2 separate regions of the Lactuca sativa genome follow, and region 1 is linked to region 2. Evidence: chromatin contacts called from public Hi-C data. All regions are on one chromosome and are shown on one strand. The core of a region is the stretch at or near the end of the contact, and the rest is flanking DNA. Distances in the headings are between cores, read along the strand shown.

What was found. A called contact is a pair of places that touch in the nucleus more often than the background predicts.
Region 1: a contact with region 2 is called in a Hi-C map of seed, with 3 times the contacts expected there. The contact joins the promoter of LOC111901465 here to the promoter of LOC111901463 in region 2. A contact is called at or near these places in 2 of 4 Hi-C or Micro-C datasets (leaf and seed).

Annotation. Positions count from the first base shown.
Region 1 is chr2:192,116,302-192,119,946 of Lsat_Salinas_v11, reverse strand. LOC111901465 (ruBisCO large subunit-binding protein subunit alpha) reads left to right here and starts at 1,441. Exons shown (of 6, transcript XM_023897318.3): 1 at 1,441-2,094; 2 at 2,186-2,381; 3 at 2,565-2,689; 4 at 2,763-3,113; 5 at 3,216-3,522; 6 at 3,592-3,645. The coding sequence starts at 2,041.
Region 2 is chr2:191,949,010-191,952,681 of Lsat_Salinas_v11, reverse strand. LOC111901463 (pentatricopeptide repeat-containing protein At2g28050) reads right to left here and starts at 1,632. Exons shown (of 1, transcript XM_023897315.3): 1 at 1-1,632. The coding sequence starts at 1,587.

The sequences.
Region 1 (3,645 bases), core at 192-2,691, 170 kb before region 2:
AAATTTATGTCCGTTTTTACCCAAATATTTTCGAAAAAATGTTCGGTTTTACCCTTTTACTGGTGATAACAGGTTTTTCAGGTTACCATTATATTAAATTCGCATAAAAACCCTTAGGTTTACCATTTTTTTGCGTTTTTACCCTTAAGTTTATAATTTTTTTTACACTTTTACCCTAAGTATATTTTTTTCATAATATACATATTCATGCAGAAAAATCGTATTTATATACGAAAAAATATTTAATTAAATATTGTATTTGTATATATATATATATATATATATATATATATATATATATATTTGTTTGATTGTGTGTATTTGTGTTTTTGCATGGCTATACCATTTAAAAAGATAAATAATACTTTTAGAATTATGAATATATATTTTATAGATATAGTTTTTAGAAGTATAAATACATATTTTTATATTTTTATATATTACTACGTATCTATACTTCTAAAATATATTTATACTTAAAAAAAACATATATCAAAATACATATTTACACTTCTAAAAATATATGTATATACTTATATAAACATGTTTATGAATGAACATGTTTTTTTATTGATATGTATATGTTTAAATACATAAAAATATGTATTTTTAGTTCTAAAAACATATTAATTTGTTTTTTTACATCTTAAATGGTTTATCCAAGAAAAAAAACTCATACACACACACACACACACACATATATATATATATATATATATATATATATATATATATATATATATATATATATATATATATATAATGAATTAACATTAAAAAATGTAAATTCAATATTTAATTAAAATTTTTTTGTTTATAAATATGATTTCTCTGATTGAATACGTATAATATGGAAAAAAAAAATATATAGGTTAAAGTGTTAAAAATTATAAACTTAAGGGTAAAAACATAAAAAAACTGAAAACTTAAGGTTTTTTTTTTGCGAAGTTAATATAATGGTAATCTGTTATCACCGGTAAAAAGGTAAAACCGAACATTTTTTGGAAAATGTTAGCGTAAAAAGGGACATAAAATTCAACTTTAGGCAAAACCGACAAAACCCTGAAAACTTGAAGGTTTTTATGACATTAGCCTTTTCCAGAAAAATAGACTTTTGACATATTTTTGTAGATGACTCACATTTATGTAGTTGGGCTTATGCTAAAACAAGATTTTCATAGATGTCGAAAATCCTTGCTAATTTGGGTCGATTTGCTAATTTTAGGTTGAATTTAAGGAAATTTAACATAATATCTTAACTAAATAAGGAAATTACTAAATTAGGTCTAAAATAATAACAATTTAATTTTTATTTTAGGTCATCAGTTTTGAATTTTGATAGTATTGTAAGATGGTAGTGTTAAAAGTGACGGTGATAGATGTGAGTCATTTGACGATGAGATTTTTTTTTTTTTTTTTTTTTAAAGATAACCGTAATATAATCACAAAGATGGGAGAGCGTTGGAGCCGGAGCTGGATATAGATATCGCGATATGATGATTCTTCTCACTCCATCTTAAAATCGTGGCAACAATCCAATAATATAATCAAAAATTGCCATTCTACACATATGGGAGATCGGGAGTTGTGATCTGAGATATGGATATGGTCCACATGGATATGGAACGGGGATCATCGAATCTCACTCCCATGCAACAAAGCCAATAATATAATCCCAAATGGTCAATCTACACAATGTGAGATCCCATGAGATCTGGATATGGAGATGATTTAATCTTGTTGAAGCTCCTCCTCCATCTTAAAACCCTTGCAACAAGCCAATAACCCAATAATATAATCACAATTTGTCAATCTCGGGAGCTGGAATGAGATATGAGATCTGGATATGGAAGATGATCGAATACCGCGTTTATCACTCCATATTAAAACGCTGGCAACAAGTCAACAACCAGATCTGGATATGGAAGATAATCGAATCTTCTGCAGCCCCTTCTCACTCCATCATAAAACCCAACCCTCACTCTTTGCTACAACACCATTCTAACACCTCGCTCTTATCTACGACTCAACAACTCTCTCATGGCATCTGCTAATGCAATTTCTACAGCTTCTATAATCTCTTCCTATAAACAGGTATGTTCTTGTATAAACTCGAGTTAAATCTGATCGTTCCATCTTTATGTGTGTTATTTATGTGGGATTCTGTTGTTATGAGCAACAGCAGCAGGGGAGACTGAGAAATGGTAATGGAGGTGTTAGTCAATTCCGGATTGCGCCGAAGATGAAGCAATCTCATTTTCGCCGGTTCTCGGTTCGCGCCCAGGCTTACGGTCTTGCCTATGATGAGAGTGGCAGAGCGGGTATACAGGCCGGTCTCAATATACTTGCCGATGCCGTTGCTCTTAGTCTTGGCCCTAAAGGTATCATATCATCACTACTTATCATTATTATTGTCTTAACCAATCAGTCGTTAATGGTTTATTAAGTGCTCTTTAATTTAAATTTAAATTTTCGATTATGAATTTCTGGTTAACGAGCACTAGTTGGTTACAGCAAGCGTCATTTTCAAAATTTCATAATATTGCCATTCTTATTCTGTATAGGACGGGATGTTGTGATTGTGAAAGATGGTGGTGCCCCAAAGATTGTTAGTGATGGCTTTTCAATTGGCAGTTCTATTGAGCTACCCAATGTCAATGAAAACGCTGGCGCTAGTCTTATTAGAGAGGTTTGACTATTGTATACATGTGCTTTATCTTTTCTACAATTTGTTTTGACAACTTTGAAGTTTTGTTTCATAGGTTGCAAGCAAAACCAAGGAGTCAGCTGGTGATGGGACAACAACCGCATCGGTTATTGCACGTGAAATAATCCAACTCGGTATCGCAAGTGTCACCTCTGGTGCTAATGCAGTCTCAGTGAAGAAAGGCATTGACAAAACTGTAGCTGCTCTGGTTCAGGAGCTTCAAAAGAAAGCCACACCTGTTAAAGGTCATGATGATATCAAAGCCATTGCATCGTTGTCTGTTGGAAATGATGATATCGGAACCACCATTGCTGATGCCATGGACAAGGTTGGACTAGATGGTGAGTTGTCCATCGAATCGTCATCCTCCTTGGAGACAACTGTTGATGTTGAAGAAGGAATGGTGGTATGTAGTATTAATTCAAACTAGATCATCAGTCAATGACAAATTCAACAACTCTGTCTGTGTTGTATCATCAACCATTTAATTTTCTCCATTATTTTGCAGATTGACAGAGGATACATCTCCATACAATTTGTTACTGACCTTGAGAAATTAACAGTCGAATTCGAGAACGCCAGAGTGTTGGTCACAGACAAAAATATATCTTCAAACAAAGACATAACCCCATTGTTGGAGAAAAGAAATCAGTTAGGTGGTCCTTTGTTGATTATTGCTGAAGATGTCACTGGCGAAGCTTTAGCCACCCTTGTTGTAAACAAATTGCGAGGCGACCTCAAGGTCGCTGCCATTAAAGCACCTGGAGTTGGTGAAAGAAGAAAAGCCCTCCTTCAAGACATCGCCATCATGACAGGTAATCTTTGTTTGCTAATCTGAAAACTGTATGTTTGCTAATCTTTGTATTGGTCTTAAATTTATTTAGGAGCTAAGTACCTATCGACTGAGTCGGGGTTGCTTATCGAAAACTTATCGGTCG
Region 2 (3,672 bases), core at 383-2,882:
TGAAAATGGGTGCCTGAGATTCCCCTCGTTGGCTAATGAATTTATAAGAGTCTCTGCATCTTCAAACTTAAATGACTTTATCGTCCTGCAAATTAGTGTTAAATAGTGTTCTGTTTCGATCTTGAATGGGATTAGAGATTGATTTTCTGAGATGATGTTGAAGAATGATAGGCATCTTCCAGTCTTGATTCGCCGGTTTGAGAGGACCAATCTGACAATGTTGGGAGTAAGGGTGGAGAGAATGGCAGCGGTGGTTTTAGTGGCGGTGGATATTTGGGTGGCAGAGGAGATGATGACCTCAGCAATTTTCAGGTAAGCTACTTGGGAGGTTGATGGAAGGTTGTCAATTTTCTTTTCCATTGTTGAAAGCAGGTCAATAATATCATCAAGCTTCTCCTTTTTACAACACCCATTGATCAAATCACTGAAAATATCATGGTCCAACTCAATCTCATTCCTCACTATCTTCTTTTCTAACTCCTTTGCAGCCTCCATTTTCTCAATCCCACAAATCCCACTAACCATGATATGAAATGTATGTGCATTAGGAGCAGCACCTCTATGAAGCATTTCATCGAACACTTGGAATGCACTCTCCATCCTACCTGATTTACAGTACTTGTGAATGATTGAATTCCACAGATAGATCCCCACGTGGAAATCTTTGTCATGCATCTCCGCAATCATCCTTTCAGCACCCCCCAGATTCCCAAAGCTCAAAAACCCATCTATTATAAGCTTGTAGGTTTCCAAATTACGCTCCACTCCTTGCTTCTCCATCAACAGTAATACCAAATCCAACTCTTTAAGATTCTTTCTTTCGCAGCATGCATTGACTAAAGTATTGAAAGTAATCACATTAGGTTCAACACTCCTGCACACAGCCTCAACTAATTGTCTAGCCCTTCTGATCTCCCCATTTTGACACAATCCGTCAATCACAATCGAAACATCCATACCAGATTCCACAATTTTGTAAAAGAAAACTAAACCTAATCCTAAATGTTCACATCTCAGGAGTGCAGTCAAGTAAATACCACACGTCCTCTCATCAATTGTAATCCCGTTGTTTCTCATATAATTGAAAGTCTCAAAAGCCGCAAAGAACTTCCCACTATCCGAATAAACTTTTAGCATCAAATTAAACAATGTTGACAAAATCCTAGAATCAAAACCTTGGCTCTCGGCAAGGGAAACTACATCTGAAAATGGGTACCTGAGATTTCCATCATTTGCTAATGAATTTATAAGAGTCTCGGCATCTTCAAACTTTCTTGAGTTTATCGCCCTGTGAATTAGTGTCACGTAGTGTTCTATTTCGATCGTGAACGGGATTAAAGATCGGTTTTCTGAGATGACGTTGAAGAACGATAGGCATTCGCGAGTCTTTATACGCCTGTCTGAGAGAACCAATCTAACTGTGTCGGAAGTAAGGGTGGAGAAAACGGCAGCAGGGGTTTCAGTGTTTGTGGTTGTTTTGGATGCGTAGGAGATGACGACCTCGGCAACTTTCCGGTGGGTGTTGGTAGGAAGGTTGCCATACTTCTTGATACATTTGAGGTTTTGGAGGGTTTTTTGGATCGACATCTTGTTTGGTGAGTTTTGAAAAGATTTCTTAAGTTGTTAAGTTCGAAGATTTCTAAGTTGGCCCTGTCACGGTATTTAATTTAATATTACTTACCTTTATTCTTTCTCCAACATTTACATATTTTATTACCCGTTTATAACCTGTGGGATAGGGGTACCTGTGGGATAGGGGTGAGCAAAAACCGCACCGCAACTAAAATTAACCGTAAAAACCGCATAAACCGCAACCGAAAAACCGCAACCGCAATAAAAACCGACGGTGAGGTTTTCTGTTTTTCAAAAACCGCAAATTTGCGGTGCGGTGCGGTTATTAGTTTCCAAAAACCACAAAAAAACCGCACCGCACCGCATATATTATATACAATTTTTTTTATCAATTATTAGTTTGTTAAATATTAAAAATAAGACAGGTTTAATGAATTGAAGACGTACACATTACTAGAAGACAAAAATGTTGGTTTTTTCTTATGTTTCATTTTGAAAAAAGGATGAAATTAGACAATTTTAAGATATTTATTGTTATTTACAATTGATTTGACGTTTTTAAGATATTAGTTGTTTGTGGTTTAAGTTAAATAGTTAATTGTCTTATACCTTATGGTTTTTTTTTATTACAAGTAATATGTTTGAACTCTTAAAACAATTTGAGCTCTAAACTGTGGTTAAAGACTACACAAAATAAATGCACCAAATCCATGCGGTTAATAACCGCAACACAGAAAAAACAAAACCGCACCGCAAAAATAACCGCCTAACCGCTCCACAAAAATAACCGCACCATGCGGTTTTGAAATTGGATTAACCGCATTTGCGGTTAGTGGTGAGGTTTTGGCTAATAACCGCACCGAACCGCACTGCGCTCACCCCTACTGTGGGAACCATGGTTACAAAATTAAATAAACTTTCATAATATAAAAATTCAAAATTATTAATCAATTATTTTAAATAAATTATTAATTAAGAGTTTTTTTTATTATATAAAATTATAATCATCAAATTAAATAAATATATGAAATTACATCACTTTATAATTTGTATTAATTTTATTGTAGTTTTTATTCTAATGTTATTAATTTAATGTAATTAGAGTGGAAAATTTGAAATTTGAAATTTGAAATGAAAAATTAATAGATTGACAAGTGACATGTATTAATTAGAAAACTTAATAGGATGATTCATGGCAAAAGAAGAATAAAATATGCATTAATTAAAAGACCTAATAAGGTGACACATGTCAAAAGGAGAATAAAACTATTCTTTTATTAGAATAATGATTTTATATACATGAACACATGTAATATTTTAGGTGTGAGACTAGTATACTATACTGGTATACTATACTGGTTTATTAAAAATAAACCATGTAATATTTTAGGTGTGAGACTAGTATACTATATTGGTTTATTAAAAATAAAAATTTAATATCAATATTTAAACATTAAATATTTTATAAAATAACATTTTTACATTACATAATTTAATTTTTTAGAACATTTATAAAAGAAATCAAATATTTTTTAGAGCATTTTATGGGACTTTATTATCAAATTAATATAATGGTTTTTTTACTTATAAAACTCGTTAGAATTTTGTAGAATTTTATTTTAAAAAATAGAAATTCCTAAAAGTTGTCAAGTGGAAAATAATAATTCTAAAACTCTCATAAAATTACATGTGTCAAAACTCTTGAGAATTTGACAAGTGGCAAAAAACATCTTCATTTATTAGAAAGGATATCCTCATATATATATATATATATATATATATATATATATATATATATATATATATATATCATATTATAAAGGAAGTATTTTTCCTTTCACCACATTCATTTGAAACTCTCATGTATTTTTCCTTTTACCATATTCATTTGAAACTCCCATGACTTTTCAATTTATTTCTAATAATATTTATAAGTTAGTTAATAAGGTTAAATAAATATCAAACCAAAGTGTAATCATAAATATATACAAAACTTCAATTTTAAAATAATATATTTACTTCTACTTATAAAGTTATGTCTTTAACTTTTAATATATTATACTTAATTTATTAGATTTAATATGTTGTTCTATGTAAATC